Linked DNA regions of Sus scrofa: region 2 is linked to region 1. A link is a contact called in public targeted proximity ligation data. All regions are on one chromosome and are shown on one strand. The core of a region is the stretch at or near the end of the contact, and the rest is flanking DNA. Distances in the headings are between cores, read along the strand shown.

The links.
Region 2: a targeted proximity ligation map of alveolar macrophages shows a contact between it and region 1. A contact is called at or near these places in 20 of 47 Hi-C or Micro-C datasets (adipose tissue, alveolar macrophages, embryonic fibroblasts and 10 more) and 2 of 2 datasets of targeted methods (alveolar macrophages and skeletal muscle).

What each region holds. Positions count from the first base shown.
Region 1 is chr4:54,986,616-54,990,715 of Sscrofa11.1, forward strand. No RefSeq gene overlaps it. Among named protein-coding and RNA genes, the nearest start is that of IMPA1, 45 kb to the left of the region's middle.
Region 2 is chr4:55,313,649-55,317,748 of Sscrofa11.1, forward strand. No RefSeq gene overlaps it. Among named protein-coding and RNA genes, the nearest start is that of FABP5, 33 kb to the left of the region's middle.

The DNA of each region.
Region 1 (4,100 bases), core at 471-2,970:
ATTTTTTTTTGTGAGTAGATAAATACATCTGTATTAGATAATATTCTGTATTAGTTTTCTGTGGCTGCTGAAGCAAATTCTCACAAACTGGGGGAGTTAAAACATTAGGAATGTGTTTTTTCATAGTTGTGGTGGCCAGAAGACTGAAATCCATATCACTGAACCAAAATTAAAGTGTTAGCAGGTATATGCTCCCCCTGGAGGCTCTAGGGGAGAACCTTGCCTCTTCCAACTTCTGGTGGAATGCTGGTGGCCTAGGCTGGTATTCCCTTGGCTTTCTGGCATTCCTTGGCTTGGGCCGCATCATTCTTTTTTTGTTTGTTTGTTTGTTTGTTTTGTTAAGGCCAAACTTGTGGCATATGGAAGTTTCCAGGCTAAGGGTCAAATCAGAGCTGCAGCTGTAGGCCCACACCACAGTCATAGCAATGCGGGATCTGAGCTGCATCTGCAAACTATGTTTCAGCTTGCGGCAATGCCAGATCCTTAACCCACTGAGCAAGGCCAGGGATCGAAGCTGCATCCTCATGGATACTAGTGGGGTTTTTAAACCGCTGAACCACAGCTGAAACTCCTCAGGCCAGGCCACAACATTCTAATCTCTGCCTCTATCGTCACATCACCTCTGTTTTGTGTGTGGAACTCTCCTTCTGCCTCTCTCCTCCAAGAACACTTGTGATAGCATTTAGTACCTGCTGGGATTACCCAGGATATTTCCCCATCTCAAGGTCCTGAATCACATGGGCAGAGACCCTTTCCCTGCATCCTGAGTGGGTGAGTGTGTATGCAGATAAATATCTTTTACTCTTCAGTTAGCTTTCAGCCGACTGAGTCTTCTTGAGGGTCTAGACCCACTTCTAAGAAGTGGAGGAGAATGGCCTTTGGCTCTCACACTATTGTTGATGACCTCTCACCATCTGTGTGCCCTGGCCTGCCACCTCAGGACCGTCCCTTGTGTCCCCTGCCCTCTGTTCCACTGCTTATGTAGTGGCCTTGAAGTCACGGCTCACTGCTGACTCTAATCAGCAAACAAATCAGCAAGCAAACCAACAAATTCCCAGTTGTGTGAACTCAAGAGTACAAAGCAAAAAAAAAAAAAAAAAAAAGAGTTTCTATTGTGGCGCAGTGGAAAAGAATCTGACTAGGAACCATGAGGTTTCGGGTTTGATCCCTGGCCTCACTCGGTTAAGGATCTGGTGTTGCTGTGAGCTGTGGTATAGGTCGCAGATGCAGCTTGGATCTTGCGTTGCTGTGCCTGTAGCCAGACCGTCAGCTGTAGCTCTGATTCTACCCCTAACCTCCATATGTCACAAGTGTGGCCCTAAAAAGCAAAAAAAAAAAAAAAAGACACAGCAGCACAGAACCCAGCCCCAAGGGTCCCTTAAGAGCATGGGTCCATGGAGTCCCCTGGTGGTCTAGTGAGTTAAGGCTCCAGTGATGTGACTGTTGTGGCACAGGTTCCATCCTCAGCCCGGAACTTCTCTATGCCACAAATACCACCGGAAAAAAAAAAAAAAAAAGCATGAGTCCTTTTTCTGGGTGCTGGAACCTTGACTGCTGAGGTTCCCTGGTGCCAGAAAGTCTGCAGTGTCAGGACCTCAGGAACCTCCGCCCCAGAAAAGGTGATGTGCTCCTCTGGTAAACAATCATTGTTATCTCAGACTCAGGGGATGGCTGCTTATCAGGCAGTGCGTTCAATGACCTCACTCAGGAAAACAACTGCTCATCTGCCAGGTCCTAGGAACATTCCTGAACTAGTGAAGACTGCAAAATCAATAGCTAAGAACGCTGCAGCTTGGCTTTGGAATTATGACTATGTCTGAGAACTCCCCCCCCCCGCGCCCCCCGCCCCCCAGGGAAACAATTGTGGAGTGAGTTCAGTCATTAACACACCGAGCCTGGAGGAAGAAAAGGGCAGGACCCACACTCACATGGCTTTCTCTGGTGAGTCTGGACGTGCCCAGCTTCAGAGGCTCAGGAATGAGGGTTGCTCTGACTAAACCAGACACTTTGACACTGAATCCCCAGAGTCTGTGACCTAAGGTCTTCATCCTTTCACTTCCTTTTTTTTTTTTTTTTTTTTTTTTTTTGTCTTTTTGCCTTTTCTAGAACTGCTTCCCTCGGCATGGAGGTTCCCAGGCTAGGGGTTGAATCGGAGCTGTACTTGCCGGCCTACACCAGAGCCACAGCAGCACGGGATCTGAGCTGAGTCTGCGACCTAGTGACCTACACCACAGCTCATGGCAACGCCGGATCCTTAACACACTGAGCAAGGGCAGGGATCGAACCCGCAACCTCATGGTTCCTAGTCGGATTCATTAACCACTGTGCCACGATGGGAACTCCATTCCCTTTTCTTCTTTGCGCACATTCTATCATTGTGTACATGAATGTATGATACACATGCAATTGTGACAAAGATGCAGACGTACGCAATTTACAATGAGAAAAATTCCAAAGTGGTATTTTTCTTTTTTCTTTTTTTCTTTTTTTTTCTTTAAACGGCCACACCTGTGGCACATAGAAGTTCCTGGGCCAGGGGATGAATTGGAGCTGCTGCTGCCAGGCTACACCACAGGCACAGCAGTGCCAGATCCGAGCCTTGCCTGTGACATACAGGGCAGCTTGTGGCAACGCCAGATCCTTAACCCAGTGAGCAAGGCCAGGGGTTGAACCCACATCCTCGTGAATACTAGTCAGGCTCTTAACCTGCTGAGCCACAATGTGAACTCCTTTTTTAAAAATTTTTTTCATGGAGTTTCCATCATGGCTCTCTGACTCGTATCCATGAGGACACAGGTTTGATCCCTGTCCTCACTCAGTGGGTTAAGACTCCAGCATTGGCTGTGGTGTAAGATACAGACACAGCTCAGATCCTGCATTGCTGTGGCTGTGGCATAGGTGGGCAGCTATAGCTCCGGTTTGACCCCTAGCCTCGAAACCTCCATATGATGCAGGGGCATCCCTAAAAAGACAAAAAAATTTTTTTCAATTTTTTAATAGCCGCATCTGCTACATATGGCAGTTCCTGGGCCAGGGGTTGAACTGGAGCCACAGCTGTGACCTAGGCCACAGCTGTGGCAACTCCAGATCCATAATCCACTGCTCGGGCTAGGCAGCGAAACTTTGCCTACACAGTGACCTGAGCCACTGCAGTTAGATTCTCAACCTATTGCACCATAGAGGGAATTACAAAAGTGGCTATTTCAGATATGAATAATATTCACATGACATATTTCTTAAGGAGAATTTTGGGCCAGGACACTGATTTTTTTTTGTTTTTTGGTTTTTTTTATTCAATTAGTCCAATCCATTCTCACTTACTTTGCTACTTGATGTGGTTTGGGAGCTTGAGCCTTGGGTGGAAGTGAGGTTACAAATTCTAGTTCAGTCTCCCGAAGACAGTAATCTCTACCCCCAGAAATGTCACAAAATCTTTTTTTTGTTTAGTTCTCCCTGTAATACCTATAGTACAATAAATTATTGACAAGGATATCCCGACAATGGAAAGCTTTCATGGCTACATGAAGACCTTAGAATCATTTGAGAGAAAAGAGCAAAAGAAATGCAAGATAACTACTATTATTGTACATGGACGTCATATTATTTGTAGGCAGAAAGGCTGATTAATGAAATTGTATTACCTATTCTCAAAAAATAGTACAAATATTATATTTTTACTGAAAAGGTAAGGAAAATGCATATAGCTACATATAGACACAGATATGAGAAAAAATGCATGGAAAATTGTATAGTTCCCACAATAGTAACTTTTTTCTCTTTGAAAAACTAATCTTTTGATTTATAGATTATAAATGTGAAAGGAATTTGTTTGCTTTTGAAAGTGAATTAATGCATAGTTTATCCATTTCCCCTCTTCTAACATGTGAAAGGCTCTAAAAGCTTTAATCTGTTCCTGATCTCTCCTTCCCTCTGTGAACAACTTAACCTCTTTCTACTGCATTCTGCTGTCACACAGTGTGCGTATTTCACTGTAGATTTTAAGGGCTTCGGTTCTGAGGTCAGTGTCTCTGGATTCGAATTCTGAATCGACTCTTCTTAATGATATGGTTTGCAAGTGATTTTTAACCTCTCTGGACTTT
Region 2 (4,100 bases), core at 518-3,017, 330 kb after region 1:
TTTCTTTGTGTACTCTGGGCACTAGGCCCCTATCAGATACATGATTTGCAAATATTTTCTCTTTTATTTATTTATTTACTTATTTGCCACACCTGTGGCATGAGGAAGTTCCTGGGCCAGGGATCAAGCCCATTTCACAGCACTGGCCCAAGCCACAGCTGTGACAATGCCGGATCTTTAACTGCTAGGCCATCAGGGCACTCCCTAGATTGTCTTTTTTAATGCCTTGATAATGTCCTTTGATGCACAAAGGTTTTTAATTTTGGAAGACAGCTACACTCACCACTGTACCACCAATACCAGTTTTTAATTTTGATAAAAACTAATGTTTATTTATTTATTTATTTATTTATTTATTTATTTGCAGCTAATGCTTTGGGGGTCATATCTAAGAAACTATTGCCTAATACAAGTTCATGAAAATTTACCCTCACTTTTTGCCTAAGGGTCTTATGATTTTAGCTCATATTTAAGCTGTGCATCCATTTTCAGTGGATTTTTGTATATGAAGTGAAGCAAGGGTCCAAATTCATTCATTTGTATGAGGACATCCAGTTTTCACAGCACTATTTGTTGAAGGGACTATGCTTTCCCCCACTGAATGGTCTTGGAATCCTTCTTGAAAAGAAATTGGCCATAAACATATAAGTTCATTTCCAAACTCTCAGTTCTATTCCACTGGTCTATATGTCTATCCTTATGTCAATATCTTACTGTTTTGATTGTTGGAACTCTGCAGTAAGTTTTGAATCTGGGAAGTGTGAGTCTTCCAACTTTGTTTTTTTTTTTTTTTTAAGATTAATTTGGTTACTTGGAGCTGCGATTCCATATGATTTTGAGGATTTGCTTTTCTGTTTCTGCAAAAAATAACATTGGAATTTTGATAGATGTTGCATTGAATCTGTAGATTTCTTTGGGTAGTATGGATAGCTTAACAATGTTAGGTCTTCTAATCCAAAGACACAAGCTGTCCCTCAATTTATTTAGATCTTTTTTTAAAAAAATAGTAAGATTTTATAGTTTTCGGTGTGGTTATCTATATAAGATCAATTTCTGGAAATAAACTATATTGGGTTAGAGAGTATATAAAATTCCAAAATACATCACCAAATTTTCATTTAGAAACATTTGCCAAATTAGACTTTCATTTAGTCTTTATCAACTTGGGGGGTAAACAACTGTATTGCTTTAATTATCACTTTTTTTTTTCCCCTCTTGGTAATATCAGTACTTTTTCATGAGCTTCTTGGTCACTTATAATTCTTTGTCAGGAAATTTTATGTGTAAACATGTCTCAGTAGTGATTGACTTTATAAATTAGATTTACAGAATTTATATATCTAGTTGCCATAAACTAATATGAATACAAGTGAGAACATTATTGTGATTATTGTTATGTCAGTGGTATTATTTCACATAATATCCTTACTTATCTACAATAAAGCATAATAATCTTAAAGCCTCTTCCTTTTACTTTTGTGCATAGTTAATAAACTGGAATATCTGAGAAGAGGGAATAATGTGGCTTGTCTTTTACTATATATTCTGCCTTGAACTATAGCTCCACAGTTAAACAGTATGACTTTAGTGAGATGAATAAATATCTTTGGTACCAGGAACCCCATGTTCCTACTTAAAATAGATCTGCAATTGAAGTTTATAGAATTAAAAAAAAAAAAAAAAAACCAAAGACCATAGCTTTACAGAGGAGGAAGCTGTGGTTCAGTCTGATGATAGAGTTTAACAGAGGTGACAATGAGTCAGGGACAGGACCCAAGATATCGCCTTTCTTCCAACAGGCTAAAGTTGTGTACTCTATAGCCAACAGAACAGTGAAACAGCTTCAAGCCCATGTGCTCCCTCTGCAGGTCTCAGAGGCTAAATATAGCTGCCACAATCCAGTCATTAGCACATGTAGAGGGGAAAAAATAGGGACCATTTCAGCTTTGCTAAATGCGTTTTTCTTGCCATACAGAGCCCCAACCTAAAGCTAGGCAGGTATTTCAGGTTCATCAGGACAAACTCTCCCTTCTTCCAAATCTTTTATTTATTTTTACTTATATTAATATAGCAATGAAAGAAAACAGGATCTGTAGTAATTAAGAGCCTGAGTCCTAGATTCAGAATTTCTGAGCTCAACTCTGGCTCCATCTTTTGCTAACTACAGATGCTTTCAAGCAACTGTTTCACCCATAGAGTGGAGGTAATTATAGTCATCATATCCACAATTAATAGGATAGTTGCAGAAATAAAAAAGACATAATGCATGAAAAGTACTTAATATAATGATTAATATAAGACATGGTAAGGACAAATGGCTGTAAGTGCTCTTTAAAATAGTAAACAATTGCAGAATGTGTACAGTATGCAGCTAGTTTAACTAATCTCACTTGTAGGGGAAAATGGACTCCTTCTAATTTTGCAACACGTTTTTGTTTTGCTTGAATTCCTTGTAGTTGGAGCATTTTAAAGACACGTGAGGGAGTTCCCATCATGGCACAGTGGTTAACGAATCCGATTTTAGGAACCATTAGGTTGAGGGTTCGATCCCTGCCCTTGCTCAGTGGGTTAAGGATCCGGCATTGCCGTGAGCTGTGGTGTAGGTCGCAGACACGGCTCGGATCCTGCATTGCTGTGGCTCTGGCATAGGCTGGCGGCGATACTCTGATTCGACCCCTAGCCTGGGAACCGCCATATGCCGTGGGGAGAGGCCCTAGAAAAGACCAAAAAAATAAATAAATAAAATGAAAAGACATATGAACATTTCCACCCCTAATACCCCTATTGGACAAAGACTGATATAGGCAATTGGGCAAGGCCAATGGGAGAAAATCATATCTTTCTGGACCCCACTTTGGTACCCTCCCCATCTTTAAGGGATAAAAACCCCTATAAGACAATAGAGAGGGGTGCTCTTCTCCCCGCTCCCAGCTATCCTGGGAGCTTTTGGCTTTCCTGTAATAAAGACTTTGCTTGCCTCTAAATAAATAGATAAATGCACATGAGACCTGGATTTTTCTTTAACAACAAGTAAGTATCTTTAACAACTCTGGATGTGGAATAATGCACTCATTCTAAAGTTATTTAAGGAGGTCCTGTTGTGGTTCAGCAGTAACAAAACCCAACTAGTATCCATGAAGATGCAGGTTCAATCCCTGGCCCCACTCAGTGGGTTAAGGATCCAGCATTGCTGTGGCTGTGGTGTAGGCTGGCAGCTACAGCTCCAATTCGACCCCTAACCTGGGAAATTCAATATGCTGGGCATATGACCCTAAAAAGACATAAATAAATAAATAAATAAATAAAGTTATTTAAGACTTAGAGCATGGGAACAATATTTTAAGAATCTAAAGCATATTTTTGAAGACTTAGAAGAAAACTTTAATTATAAATTTATTAAAAAGTCGGTAAAATTCATATGTGCCATTTTAACTGTAATTTGGAAAGATGTTTTTCAGTAAGATAGAGAAATTAGATTCCTGAATTAGATAAATATGAAGAATATTTTCTCTTAACATATTTATTAATAAATATAGAAAAATGTAGATTAAAATTAATGGGATATGAAACAAGGGCAATAAAGATGATATTCTGATATCTAGAAACTAATTATAATTTTTAAAACTTTCAGATCATACCAAGAGCCACAATTAACTAAAATGAAGAGATGGATTTTGTGAAGAAGTAATGAATAAGCTTTTGGGTTATTTGATCATCAGATTAATGAAGTGGAATAAATTATATCAACACATTCAAAGACCATATAAATTTCTTGCTGATTTAATAGAAAATACCAACATTGATTAAGGTAACATCGAATTCATAGCATGCTTCTGCAAAGGGATATTGAGTGTTATCAGTACAAGAGTATTTGAAATTGGTCACTGCTTGAGTAAAATGGAAATGCCCAGAAATCTTACCATTAGTTACACAAAGTAGTAACCAAAGAGTATGCAGCCAGAAAAAGTAGGAGTATGTCCTTATAGAGTTGTATGATGTGGTTAATTAATTTGAAAAATTATATTACTTGTGTGGATTTTGTGATTTTTGGGGTATATGTCAGCTTCTTAAGTTTTTTGTGTGTGATTTATAACTTTTTT